2 separate regions of the Hordeum vulgare genome follow, and region 1 is linked to region 2. The links are chromatin contacts, called in public Hi-C maps. All regions are on one chromosome and are shown on one strand. The core of a region is the stretch at or near the end of the contact, and the rest is flanking DNA. Distances in the headings are between cores, read along the strand shown. Region 1 holds the start of LOC123397685 (AT-rich interactive domain-containing protein 4). Region 2 holds the start of LOC123397678 (E3 ubiquitin-protein ligase AIP2).

Evidence for each region. A called contact is a pair of places that touch in the nucleus more often than the background predicts.
Region 1: a contact with region 2 is called in a Hi-C map of seedling, with 4 times the contacts expected there. The contact joins the promoter of LOC123397685 here to the promoter of LOC123397678 in region 2. A contact is called at or near these places in 3 of 6 Hi-C or Micro-C datasets (leaf and seedling) and 1 of 1 datasets of contacts at active chromatin or transcription factors (embryo).

Annotation. Positions count from the first base shown.
Region 1 is chr5H:435,624,852-435,632,420 of MorexV3_pseudomolecules_assembly, forward strand. It overlaps LOC123397685 (AT-rich interactive domain-containing protein 4), which reads left to right and starts at 4,352. Exons shown (of 16, transcript XM_045092221.1): 1 at 4,352-5,592; 2 at 5,700-5,935; 3 at 6,012-6,200; 4 at 6,658-6,711; 5 at 6,916-7,004; 6 at 7,086-7,341; 7 at 7,444-7,500. The coding sequence starts at 5,768.
Region 2 is chr5H:435,450,596-435,457,885 of MorexV3_pseudomolecules_assembly, forward strand. LOC123397678 (E3 ubiquitin-protein ligase AIP2) reads right to left here and starts at 1,371. Exons shown (of 5, transcript XM_045092213.1): 1 at 1,004-1,371. The coding sequence starts at 1,162.

The DNA.
Region 1 (7,569 bases), core at 3,102-5,601, 180 kb after region 2:
GTGGTTCGATCGATAATGATATTCATAGAATATGTAGGAGCCAATATGGGCATCTAGGTCCCGCTATTGGTTATTGGCCGGAGAGTGTCTCGGTCATGTCTGCATAGTTCTCGAACCCGCAAGGTCTGCACACTTAAGGTTTGGTGACGATTTGGTATTAATGAGTTATGTGTGGTAGTAACCGAAAGTTGTTCAGAGTCCTGGATGAGATCTGGACAGCACGAGGAGCTCCATAATGGTCCGGAGGTAAAGATTTATATATGGGAAGTCATATTTTGGCTACCGGAAAAGTTTTGGTTTTTTTTGATATTGTATCGAGAAGCTTCTAAAAGGTTCCGAAAAATTTGGGAGGAGTCCGGAAGTCCACCAAGGGTTGCACCATGTCCCAAAGGTTTGCATGGCCTGAGGGGAGACGTCGTGGCCTTATTGGGCTAAGCACACAAGTCCCTCAAGGCTCATGCAGCTCGGAAAGGTGGAAAGTCCACCTTTGTATGGAAGGGAAGGAAGGGGACTAGGATTCCACCTCCTTCCCTTTGGTTGCGCCCTAGGGCTTCGAGGGACTGTTCCCCACGCCCCTCCAGTATATATAGAGAGGAGGGGCGCCCGAAGAGGACACATGAAGCCCTTGATGCCCCTCTCTCTCCCTAGATCGATTTCTCCTCTAGTTTTTCCGATAGTGTTTAGGCGAAGCCTTGACGGGATAGCACCACCACTGCCGCCACCACGCCATCGTGTTGTCGGAGAACTCATCTACTACTCCGCCCTCGCTTGCTGGATCAAGGAGGCGGAGACGTCATCGAGCTGTACGTGTGCTGAACGCGGACGTGCCGTCCGTTCGGCGCTCGATCGGGAGTTTGTGGGACAGATCGTGATTGGATCGCGAAGACGTACCACTACATCAACCACGTTCTTTAACGCTTCTGCTTAGAGATCTACAAGGGTATGTAGATACAATCTATCCTCTCGTATATGGTCATCGCCATGGATAGATTTTGTGTGCGCGTAGGAATTTTTGTTGTTGCCCATGGGTCGTTCCCCATCACTAAGTCTACCCAAACTAGACACATCCATCTTCCTCCAATGGTGGTAAAACCAAAGCAATGGAGACCAAAGCTCTCATACTAATTATGGGATCTCGAAGATGCGTCTAGAGTGGGTATGAATTGCCTACTCGACAAAATAAAAACCTAAGCTTTTTCCCAATTTAATGGTTGTAAAGTTTTAGCAATTCTATCGAGTCTAGCACACCCTACCCATGCATGTCTATGAGTATAGAAGAAGAAGGTAAAGGCATGCAAGTGCAAGTAAGAAGTATAGATAGGAAGATGAAACACAATGAAGGCTCAGAGATTTTTGGCGTGGTTTGGAGGGTGGTGCTATCGTACGTCCATATTTATGGAGACTTCAATCCATGGAGGGTAACAACTACGCGAGTCCATGGAGTGTTCCAGCCACAAGGGGTCCACGAAGAAGCAACCTAATCCATCATGGCTTGCATCTACGAAGGACTAGCCTCACTCGGGGTAGATCTTCACGAAGTAGGCGATCTCCTTTCCCTTACAAACTTCTTGGTTCAACTCCACACGATTTTGAGGCTCTCAAGCAATACCTAACCAATATAGAAGACACCATGCTCCAAAAAGTAATAAATGTGGTATGGATGATGAACTCCTTGCTCTAGTTCTTCAAAAGATAGTTTCCTCAACACTAAATCACTCTCTCACACAATTTGGCTTGGTAGAAGAGATTGATTTGGGTGGAAAGCAACTTGGGGAGGCTAGAAATCAAGATTCATATGGTTGGTGTAGAAGATCTTGATCTCAACAAATGAGTAGATGGTTCTCTCTCAGAAAATGAATGGTGGATGTGTTTGCTTGTTCTGAGTGCTCTCTCTAAGAAATAGAGGGAGGTGGAGGGGCATATATAGCCATCTCCAAAAATCTAACCGTTACAACATTGTTTCCCAACTCGGTGGGACCGAAGTAAAAACTCGGTTGCACAAACTAGTGCAAAACGATCACTTTTTGGTTCTCGGTGAGACCGATATAAAGCACGTCGGTGAGACTGATTCAATTGATCTAGGTGAGACCGCTCAGCAAAACTCAGAATTTCCGATTTTATGCAAATGGGCAACAACAAGTTGGTCATTGCTTTTCAGCTATACCGAAGCGAATCTCGGTTGTAACGATTTGCTAGGGTTTTGGTTGGGTTCTTTATAAGGAAAACTCGATGTGGCCGATGTGGTAATTGTTGGTGGCACCGAATTTGATCTTGAGGGTTTTGGACAGAATGTTCTGTGGGAGAAATGTTGAGGTTTTTGGTGGCTAATCTCGAAGTACTTTAGCAACAAGATCATCATAGATACCTCATCCACTTTTAATAGTATTTTCTTTTCTATGGACTCAAATGTGATTTTTCACTTAAATATAAAATATAGAGTCTTGAAGCTTGAAGATTTTGTCAAACATGTTCCTTTCCTTCTTGTGGATCCTCCTCACAATTCCTAACCACTGCAATCTTTGGACTCAAGCTGATACAAACTAGGTAGAACTATTAGTCTAAGATATAATGTATGTTGTCATGAATTATCAAAACCATAAAGGGGAAGTATGTGCTTTCATATAGGTCCACAAAAGTCAGATATTCCGGCGTAGACAACCAAATTAGTGGCAAAACAAATGAACATTTGAGTGCTCTTACTCACATGGGATGTAGATGTATTTATCTCGAATTTATCAATGGTTCCCACACTTGATCCATGGCGTGTCAAGAACGACACACCTATCACTCAAAACTGATAAATCGTTGATGAAAATTCGACGTGTTGTCTTCTTTGTTCCTTTTAACTTCGGGGGTCGCCGACCAACCATATGTTTCTTTTCCATAGGTGTGAAGGAAACATGCTCGAAACGTAGTTAGTTGTCTAACCTCTATTGCCATTAACACCAAAACACTTATTAGGGGCGGAAGTCATTTCAGGAAGCCATGGCGCGGTGTGACGGGTGAACTCGACCACACGTTTCCTCAGAGCATGCACCTTGACGACATGGTGGTTGTGTTGATATCGCTCGAGGGAGATGCAACGACGAGATGTAGGACCTGTAAGGGAGATAGAATCACAGGGAAGAGGAGAGCTCGGGACCTCTTCGCACCGCAACTACAATAACCGTTGTGTCTAAGCTTTGTCGTTGTCGCCACCTCCTCCGGGAGCTGATACTGCTAATCTCGCTTGACTCTGCTGCCACTCCCAAACTTTTCCTCTCAGAGCTGCCGACCATCACTGCTCTTTGCCGCTGGAGGAGGGTGACTGGGTGAGGGTGAAGAACTAAGGGGAAAAGATGAGAAGTGCGGCTAAGTGTGAGAGGAAAAAGAAGAACAATTGAATGATGCATAATTTAACAATTTTGCATCGAAAAATAAATTGGGACCAGTGCTCGTTTTATTCCAATTGTGAATGTTTTACACAACCAAACAACAAAATTGACATTGAAACTAGATTTGTGGCCCAGTTCCTTTATCCGATTCTCCCAAAATCTTGAGAATCAATCCTCCATCCAGTTTTCCCCAAAATCTTGAGCCTATATGTTTTGACAATCCTAACTATTTACATCATAACTAGCTAGGATTTAAAAAAACATGGGTTCAAGATTTTGGGGGTATTTCGGGGAGGTCCAATTCTTAAGATTGTGGGAAAATCGGTCGAAAGAACTGGATGAACAATAATACGTGCAAACACTGCAACCAAGCCTTTCAATGTCTACATCCAAACAGTGTCTTAGGAAAGCTCACGTGTTAATAATTTCAGTATATCTACCAAGCACACTTCATATTCAAATTTGACTACGAATTAACAATCATACCCGCAAACCGCCATATAAATGCAAAAGAGAAACAAGAGAGTGTAATAGCGAGCGTGAATTCACGAAGTAATTTCGCCTTGGCTTTTTTGTTAGCAAGTTTAGTTATCCGAGGATGACAACTTTAGCTGTGAAGCATGTCAACTTTCTGTTTGGATGGTAAGTTTTAGTTTTTAACTTCTTTTTTTGACAATTTTAATTGTAAAAACGTCTGGCAGTTATTATTTGGGTTTTAAAAAAAGATGACACACAGAGCGACCAATATCCACATCATATTTCACCGCACAAAAGCATTTTCATTTTTTGAGGGAATTTGTCCAACGAAATTAAGATTCTTCTTAGAATATTTTTGTTGTAGTTGCAAACTTTGTGCAGGAAATAAGACGGCCGAAAACTCCAGAAGAGCACATGGGCTGCTAGTGGGCCCACCTCATGTATGTGGCTGTGGCAGGAGACAAAGCACAATCCTGCCCCAGGACCCACAGTCCATAGAGACAGAGAGCAGCACACGTGAGCGCTGGCAGGCACAATGCTCGCTCCATCGTCCGGGACGGACACTGGACGCGAAACGGATCAAACGGGTCCTCCCCTCCCCTCCCCTCCCCACACGAGCAAGCAACAACCCAAGCACACGGGCAGCAGCCCGAGGAGCCCAATCGTACGCTGCACCACGCCTCCAGGGGCAGATCCGATGGCGATCAACGACGCCATCAATACATACATACGTCCTCCACCCAGCCAGAAAACCAAGACCAAGGCCCAAACCAAAACAAAAAGCAGCAAGCATCCATCCGATCGGGCAACGCAAAAGAAAGAAAGAAAGAAAGAAATTCCCCAATCCCATTCCCCGAAATCCCGTCTAGTCTAGTCTAATCTTTTAAGTTTTCTGTTTTTCCTCCCCGTCGCCCCAGCAGTAATGAGGAGGACGAGGCAGCGGCCGCAGCGAAAACGAAAAGCGCCAAGGCCAAGGCCGAGAGAACAACAACATCAGCGCACCAGGCAGCAGCAGCAGCATCATCGACGGAGGAGGAAGCGCAGGATAGACAGATGCGCGAGCAAAGCACAAAATAATCCATCCATCCATCCATCCATACCAAAGGGATAGAGAAAGAAAGAAAGGAAAAAGTCCCCACTGCCCGAGCCGTCAAAATCCAATCTTTGACGGGGGACGGACGCCTCGCCCTCCCCATCCAGTACTGTTCTCCCCCTCCGGTTTGTTTTTTGTTTGCGGCTCCGCGATAATTATTATTCGCAGGCAGGCAGACCCCGGTTGGTGGTTTGCTGCTAATCGCTGCTGCCTAATCCGCGAATCTCCGCGTGATTCTCATCCCCGGTTTGGTCGGCTTCTATCTTTCTTTCTTTCTTTCTTTCTTTCTTGGATTCATTCGTTGGTTGGTTCGTTCATCGGGTCGGGGATGGGCGGGGGCTGCTGCTGGGTTGGGCTCGCGTCCAATTCCCCACCACAGCCAGCACAAGTACGCCTCTTTTTTATTGTTCCAGGAGTGGGATTTGCCTTTGCGCTGTGAGAGGAGCTATTTCCGCGATTCTCATTAGGGCTCTCTCCCTCCTCCGTCTTCGTCTTCGTCTTCGTCTTCTCCCCCACGCTTTACTCTTTCGCTATCCTCCCTTTGCGCGCCCCGAATCCAATCCTCCCCCCACCTCCGCCGCTCCCCGTCCGGATCCGGTTTCGCCCGTCCCGCCGGCCCCCGATTCGGCCGCCAAAATCCGCGTCCAGGTATGTTTCTCGCGCCGATTCGAGGGTTCCTGCCTCAGATTTGGTCGGATTTTTCGGGGGGATTTCTGGCCTGATGATCCCTCCCCCCTTGTGTTTCGCGGTTGCAGGGGTTCCATGAAGTGACGCCCTGCCGAGGTGAATTTCCGCGTCTTCCTCGCAGTTTTTGCCTGCGGCCATGTCGCAAATCCAGAGCTTGTCAAGGAGCTGCGTGCTGCTCGCGGTGCTCTGCGGCAAGCACGCCGATAAGCAGCAGCGCACCCCGCCGGGGAGGTCGGGGCCGGAGGCGAAGCGGCTGCGGCCGTCCTATCCGTTTCCTGAGCTCAGCTCAGCGGGGAGGCTGGAGGTCAGTTACCAGTGCCCTCACCTTGTTGTGCCTGGATTTTACTCGTTTGCTCATGGTAGAGGGCTTTTGGGTGCAGGTGCACACGCTGGTCAATCCAACGCCGGAGCAGTTCCTCGAGGCGCAGCGGGTCGTGCAACCCAACTTCTTCTACATCCAAGGCCAGCAGCTGGAAGACGAGGAGATTGGTTCGCTCGTCTGGGGGGACGCCGACATGTCTGACCCGCAGTCGTTTGTCTGTCTCATCAGCCCGCCGTTCCCCACCATTGTAAGCGCACAAATTTCTCTCAACTATCTATTCCTTGGCTGAGTGGTGGAGGCAAGTTCAAGTTGCAGTGCTATTGGCTGTTGATGGAATTGAGTTCCTAGTTGCATGATACCCGCTGACATGTTTTTGAGTCAGCATTCTAGTTCCATAGCTGCAATCAGCATGTTTGACTGCAGCTGCTGTATGAATCTGAAGAAACTTGTCCAAGTATGTCTGTTTATTTTGTCGCAATAAGACGGTTTGTCTAAGACTGCCAATACCAATAGGGTAGCTAATGTCTTCTCCATTTCATTGCATGATGTACATATTAGCTATTACGTTCTCACAGACAGATTTCCTCTCCATACAGCATTTTGGATTTTCTTTGCCTTGTGCTACTGGAGTCTGTATCAGATTCTATTGGTTCTTTTTGTCCGTGTGTGGGTGATGCTAACGCTGTGGCTTGGTTATAACACAGGTCTATCTGGAGGTTCCTATTGGTGAAAAACTTGCCCAAGCAGTTCACTCAAAGGTAGACACATTATTCTTTGCAACATTTTGCCCAAGCAACTAGAGTCCTATTGTCCATTTCTCAGAGTGTAGTTGGAAAGGTGGCTGCACACAGAAGTATCTAGTAATCTGTCTTAAGTTTCACAAAAGAAAATTACTCTATTTTAGTCATTATATAATATTGTAGTTTGCTACACAATCATTGATGCTGATTATTTCATTTCAGGGTATTCCATACGTAATATACTGGAGAAATTCATTTTCATCTTATGCGGCATCCCATTTTCGCAATGCATTGTTTTCGGTAGTTCAAAGGTACCATCACCCCCTTTTCACCTTTCATTAGCATCATCATATATCAATGACATGTAACACTCTGGTTATGCTTGGATGTAGTTCGGTGAGCCATACTTGGGATTCCTTTCAGCTTGCTCATGCATCGTTTCGACTATACTGTGTAAGAAACAATCATGTTCAAAGTGTTAAGCTCGGGCCTCGACTACTTGGGGATGCTCCAAAGGTCAATGTCGTCATTCCCGAGAATGAAATGGCTGAGGAAGAAGGTTCTTCTTCTGAAGTGTCCCCAGCCATAAAGATATATGATGATGACATCAACATGAAATTTCTTCTTTGTGGAGTACCAAGCGCGCTGGTAAGCTTTGATATATTATATGAATTATCCACATCTCTTGCATCTTATATTGTTTGTTACTCAATTCAACTGCCTCCTAATGTCTTCTCTTTTTTTGTGCAGGACTCTTGTTTGCTGGGCTCATTAGAAGATGGTCTGAATGCTCTTCTAAATATCGAAGTATGGATTAAAGCATTGTAGTTCAACAATACTTCTTGTGCTCCATGTCCTTCTATGTCTGGTCTCGAA
Region 2 (7,290 bases), core at 121-2,620:
GATGCCTTTGTGACATGTGGTGTGCACGATCATGAATGTTCATGGCCATATGTTTTTTTATGCTGACAAAGTGACAATACAGAGTGCATCCAACAATGGAAGTCAAAGGGCACAGCTATATTACTCGCTTCATCACATCCGTACATATAACCCTGTTCATTTGTATGGTATTTTAGTTCTTGCGATTTGGCGATTTTAACACAGAACCATGAACACAAGTTTTTTGTTCATATAGAACATGGGAAACAATTCCCTTAAATAGTTTATCCATATATTGACTACTCCCTCTGTTCCTAAATACAAGTCTTTTTAGAGATTTTAGTACAGACTACATAGGGATGCATATAGACATATTCTAGAGTGTAGATTCATCCATTTTGCTCCGTATGTAGTCCATAGTACAATCTCTAAAAAGACTTATATATAGGAACAGAGGGAGTAGTTTTCAACAGTTATAAGATATGTCATATTGGTTGGTTCCTTTGTTTTGAGCAAACAATAGTTAAAAATATTAGTCCAGAAACTAGTTAACACGATTTAGGTTTGTCACCTTAGCATATACAGTGTTTCCAAGGTCCACCTCGGATGGTGGACCGGGATTTCTGTAGAGAACCGATGCTGATGTTAATTTCAGCAGAAAAACAAGGTTAAGAATCGTAGTTTTGCCTAGATAGCACCAGCTGCAGAAGAGACTACTAACACTTTCTGCTGCTTGGGTAATTAAAAATACTCAAGAACTCTGAAACTGGAATAGCCATCATCTATCACCCGAAGCAGAGCATTCATTGATTGGGGCACCTTAACAAACGGAAGTCTAATTTGGACAGTTCTAACTGAACAAATGTAATTTCGATACTATGCACGATCCGATCCCGCACCAATCGAATTCTCCATCCCCAAATCCTCTCCTCCTAGATCCATACCAAGCAGCAACCTCTCCTTCTACGACCAATCTAGTAATCTCTCGTATGGATGGGGGAAGGTGAAGTGAGGTCGGCCTTACCGACTCGCGGAGGGCGGGAGAGGCGCCGTCGTAGCGGTCGCGGAGCGTGGCGGTGAGGTCGGCGACGGCCTCCTCGAAGTGCTGCTTCTTGCCCAGCTTCCTCCGCAGCGCCTCCAGGCGCTCCGCCACCGCCGCCTCGTCCCCCGCCGTGGCAGACATGGCGCTAGGATTCCGATTCGACTGGGGCTTCAGATTTCAAGGTTGCTTCCTGATCTGGGATCGGGTGGTCGATTTCTGCGTGTGTATGATGCGTGCGTCGCCGGAGGTATAAATGCCGACGGAGTCTGGTGGAGGGGCGCGCGTCTAGACTCTGGTGGTGTCTTGGAGGAGAGGAAAGGAATACCGCGGGGACGGGACGGTGGCTTAGCCAGGGAGGCGGGGCGGTGACGACGTCGTGCGTGGCGTGTGAATGGACGACGACGGCCGACGGCCAGAGGGGTTGGGCCCAGCCTCGCAGCTTACTCCGGGGCCGGCCCAGCCGTCGGATCGACATTCGACGGTAGAGGTAAGTACACGTAGAGGTTAGTGCCCGGACATTTTTATTTTAACTTTCTATTTATTTGTCCATGCAGTCATGTCCTTAAAAAGAAAATATCCGATCCCACGCCTGTGATCGACGGAGAAAGAAAAGAACTAATAAAGAAAATGAAAAGATGCTCTGTGGTGAGCCCAATTCTATATGACGGATGCAAGATCACCAATCGGACACGTTATGAGATAAGTATGAGGAGTGCCACACAGTCTAGGCATTTAACGAGGCTTTGAAGGGTTTCATTGGATCAACTTTTTTACTTGGCTCTTTTGTCCGGTCTGTGGTCATGTGTTCGTCCGGTCAATTTGATGAGTCCAATTGGAGATGTTCTAAGTATATAAGGTATTAGAAATAAAAAAAAGAGAACAGAAAGATGAATGAATGAAAGATTTTGTTAGATACAATAGCAAGATAGAATCAATCTAATACAGCCCTCTGAAGTAGTAGCTTATACAAATCAATTTTAATACAAGAACACCTCTCGGAGGAAGGAAGAAGAAGATAGGGGGCCGCCGCGGGTTTGTTCTGATCCTCTGGATGCCTCCAACCGAGGGAGGGTGTTCCCTTAAGTCAAGTGTGTAGCCGAGCTCACCCACTCAGGCCTGGCGAACCTTGGGTTGGCCTTGCAGGCACAGTTGGATCGTGCACGGTCGGACTTCTCGTGGGTTGTAGGTGGGGTCGTGTTGCCCGGGTCGCTAACATTTCCCCCTCCTTGGCTTGAGGCTTAACCCCAAGCCTCTGTAGCACGGAAGCAGTCTTGCAGGGCCGCCTTCTCCTTCCAAGTCGCACCAATGGTAGCATTTCCTGACCAACGTACGAGGACTTGTTCCACCATTTTGTTGTGCTTGTTGCGCCATCATGAGATGGGCCATTTCGTGAAGGATTCTTTTTCCAAATATGATGAATTGCATGTTTAATATTTTCCCCACAAACTGGTGCACAAAATTTGGCTCCATGCAAAGGATTTTCCTTTTTTGAGCCTTTTTCATTTTCTTTTATTTTCTTCAAAATGGGCTAAAATTGAAGTGTTGACATTCATAATGAGAGTTGTCAGCAAACCTTCGATCGCCTCACTGACATCTTCAATGAGCTACATGCTCTTGGGGCCAGAGACATCACTAACCATGAGGTGGTGAAGAAATTGTTGAGATCTCTTGATTCTTCATTTGATACATTGCTTCTGATGATTAAAGAACGAAGAGACTACAAGTTACTAGATCCTGCTGATATTCTTGAGAGACTCAATACCCATGAATTCCAACAAGTTGAGAAGAGAGACCTCTACGGACCAAGCTATGTGTCGGTGCACTAAAGACTGGGGTCCCTAGTGCTCCAGACTTGTGCACGAGCGTAAAGAGCCCCTGACAGTAGGGCGTGGCAGGATCCAGACAAGATGCACCCCCAAGAATACCAAGGCCCCGGCAAGCCAGCCTTGCCGGGAAGATAACCAAGGCCACGCCCATTTAGTGGGTGTGATGAGCTCACCAAGCAAAAGACCTCGGCAAGCCTCCCTTGCCGGGACGAAAAACGAACCCCCCTCGGCAAGCTTCCTTGCCGGGACGAAGACCCAAGGCCCCGACAAGCTCCCTTGGCGGGATGACGGGCTGGGCACTAGAGGGTAGCCGCCCTTGCCACAGTGCTACCGCCCCCAAGTTCTAGCGCATTCTGCATGCGCCAGCGCAGGGGTCCAGATGTCGAAACGCCTGGACACGTGTCTCCACCAGCACATTGCTAACAAGGGCAAGACGTGCATCTAATGCACCTGACAACGGTAGATGGATAAGCTGTTGGAAATATGCCCAAGAGGCAATAATAAATTAGTTATTATTATATTTCTTAGTTCATGATAATCGTTTATTATCCATGCTATAATTGTATTGATTGGAAACACAATACTTGTGTGGATACATAGACAAAACACTGTCCCTAGTAAGCCTCTAGTTGACTAGCTCGTTGATCAAAGATGGTCAAGGTTTCCTGGCCATAGGCAAGTGTTGTCACTTGATAACGGGATCACATCATTGGGAGAATCATGTGATGGACTAGACCCAAACTAATAGACGTAGCATGTTGATCGTGTCATTTTGTTGCTACTGTTTTCTGCGTGTCAAGTATTTGTTCCTATGACCATGAGATCATATAACTCACGGACACCGGAGGAATGCTTTGTGTGTATCAAACGTCGCAACGTAACTGGGTGACTATAAAGATGCTCTACAGGTATCTCCGAAGGTGTTCGTTGAGTTAGTATAGATCGAGACTGGGATTTGTCACTCCGTGTGACGGAGAGGTATCTCGGGGCCCACTCGGTAATACAACATCACACACAAGCCTTGCAAGCAATGTAACTTAATGTAAGTTGCGGGATCTTGTATTACGGAACGAGTAAAGAGACTTGCCGGTAAACGAGATTGAAATAGGTATGCGGATACTAACGATCGAATCTCGGGCAAGTAACATACCGAAGGACAAAGGGAATGACATACGGGATTATATGAATCCTTGGCACTGAGGTTCAAACGATAAGATCTTCGTAGAATATGTAGGATCCAATATGGGCATCCAGGTCCCGCTATTGGATATTGACCGAGGAGTCTCTCGGGTCATGTCTACATAGTTCTCGAACCCGCAGGGTCTGCACACTTAAGGTTCGACGTTGTTTTATGTGTATTTGAGTTATATGGTTGGTTACCGAATGTTGTTCGGAGTCTCGGATGAGATCACGGACGTCACGAGGGTTTCCGGAATGGTCCGGAAACGAAGATTGATATATAGGATGACCTCATTTGGTTACCGGAAGGTTTTCGTGCATTACCGGAAAAGTTTCGGGCTCATCGGTAGTGTACCGGGAGTGCCGGGAGGGGTGCCGGGGACCATCGGGAGGGGTGTCACGCCCCAAGGGGTCTCATGGGCTATGGGAAGAGATAAACCAGCCCCTAGTGGGCTGGAATAAGTTCCCACTAAGGCCCATAAGGTTTGAGAAGGAAAAAACACAAGGTGGAAAGAGTTTCCAAGTGGGAAGGTGGAATCCTACTCCAAGTAGGATTGGAGTAGGACTCCTCCACCTCCAATTTCGGCCAAACCTTTAGGTTTTGAGGCTGCCTCCTCCCCTCCCTCCCACCTATATATATGGAGGTTTTAGGGCTGATTTGAGACGACTTTTCCACGGCAGCCCGACCACATACCTCCATGGTTTTTCCTCTAGATCGCGTTTCTGCAGAGCTCGGGCGGAGCCCTGCTGAGACAAGGTCATCACCAACCTCCGGAGCCCCGTCACGCTGCCGGAGAACTCTTCTACCTCTCCGTCTCTCTTGCTGGATCAAGAAGGCCGAGATCATCGTCGAGCTGTACGTGTGCTGAACGCGGATGTGCCGTCCGTTCGGTACTAGATCGTGGGACTGATCGCGGGATTGTTCGCGGGGCAGATCGAGGGACGTGAGGACGTTCCACTACATCAACCGCGTTCACTAACGCTTCTGCTGTACGATCTACAAGGGTACGTAGATCACTCATCCCCTCTCGTAGATGGACATCACCATGATAGGTCTTCGTGCGCGTAGGAAAATTTTTGTTTCCCATGCGACGTTCCCCAACAGTGGCATCATGAGCTAGGTTCATGCGTAGATGTCTTCTCGAGTAGAACACAAAAGATTTTGTGGGCGGTGATGTGCGTTTTGCTGCCCTCCTTAGTCTTTTCTTGACTCCGCGGTATTGTTGGATTGAAGCGGCTTGGACCGACATTACTCGTACGCTTACGAGAGACTGGTTTCATCGCTACGAGTAACCCCGTTGCTCAAAGATGACTGGCAAGTGTCGGTTTCTCCAACTTTAGTTGAATCAGATTTGACCGAGGAGGTCCTTGGATGAGGTTAAATAGCAACTCATATATCTCCGTTGTGGTGTTTGCGTAAGTAAGATGCGATCCTACTAGATACCCATGGTCACCACGTAAAACATGCAACAACAAAATTAGAGGACGTCTAACTTTTTTTTGCAGGGTATGCTTGTGATGTGATATGGCCAACGATGTGATGTGATATATTGGATGTATGAGATGATCATGTTGTAATAGATAATATCGACTTGCACGTCGATGGTACGACAACCGGCAGGAGCCATAGGGTTGTCTTCATAACTAACGTTTGTGCTTGCAGATGCGTTTACTATTTTGCTAGGACGTAGCTTTAGTAGTAATAGCATGAGTAGCACGACAACCCCGATGGCGACACGTTGATGGAGATCATGATGATGGAGATCATGGTGTGACGCCGGTGACAAGAAGATCGTGCCGGTGCTTTGGTGATGGAGATCAAGAAGCACGTGATGATGGCCATATCATGTCACTTATAAATTGCATGTGATGTTAATCCTTTTATGCACCTTATTTTGCTTAGAATGACGGTAGCATTATGAGGTGATCTCTCACTAAAATTTCAAGACGAAATTGTGTTCTCCCCGACTGTGCACCGTTGCTACAGTTCGTCGTTTCGAGACACCACGTGATGATCGGGTGTGATAGACTCAACGTTCACATACAACGGGTGCAAAACAGTTGCGCACGCGGAACACTCGGGTTAAGCTTGACGAGCCTAGCATGTGCAGACATGGCCTCGGAACACATGAGACTGAAAGGTCGAGCATGAATCGTATAGTTGATATGATTAGCATAGAGATGCTTACCACTGAAACTATTCTCGACTCACGTGATGATCGGACTTGAGATAGTGGATTTGGATCATGTACCACTCAAATGACTAGAGAGATGTACTTTTTGAGTGGGAGTTCTTAAGTAATATGATTAATTGAACTAATTGTCATGAACATAGTCTAATGGTCTTTGCGAATTACGATGTACCTTGCGCTATAGCTCTACTGTTTTATATGTTCCTAGAGAAAATTTAGTTGAAAGTTGATAGTAGCAAACTTTGCAGACTGAGTCTGTAAAACCGAGGATTGTCCTCGTTGCTGCACAGAAGGCTTATGTCCTTAATGCACCACTCGGTGTGCTACACCTCGAGTGTCGTCTGTGGATGCTGTGAACATCCGACATACACGTTTCTGATGACTACACGATAGTTCAGTACAAAAATACTTAATGGCTTAGAAGCAAGGCGCCGAAAACGCTGTAAAACGTCACGGAACATAAGTGATGTTCTAAAGAGATGAAATTGTGATTTCATGCTTGTGCCCTTGTTAAGAGGTATGAAACCTCCGACAAGATTCTTTGTCCACAAAGCACAGGAGAAAATGCTCAATCGTTGAGCATGTGCTCAGATTGTCTGAGTACGGCAATCGCTTGAATCAAGTGGGAGTTAATCTTCCAGATGAGATAGTGATAGTTCTCCAAAGTCACTGCCACCAAGCTGTGAGAGCTTCGTGATGAACTATAACATATCAAGGATACATACAATGATCCTTGAGCGATTCGCAATGTTTGACACTACGAAAGTAGAAATCAAGAAGGAGCATCAATAGTTGATGGTTTGTAAAACCACTAAGTTTCAAGAAAGGCAAGGGCTAGAAGGGATACTTCGTGAAACGGCAAAACAGTTGCTGCACTAATGAAGAGACCCAAGATTAAACCCAAACCCGAGACTAAGTGCTTCTGTAATGAGGGGAACAATCACTGAGGCGGAGCAACTCAAGATAATTGGTAGATAAGAAGGCTGGCAAAAGTCGAAAGAAGTGTATTTGATATACATGATGTTGATGTGTACTTTACTAGTACTCCTAGTAGCATGAGGGTATTGGATAC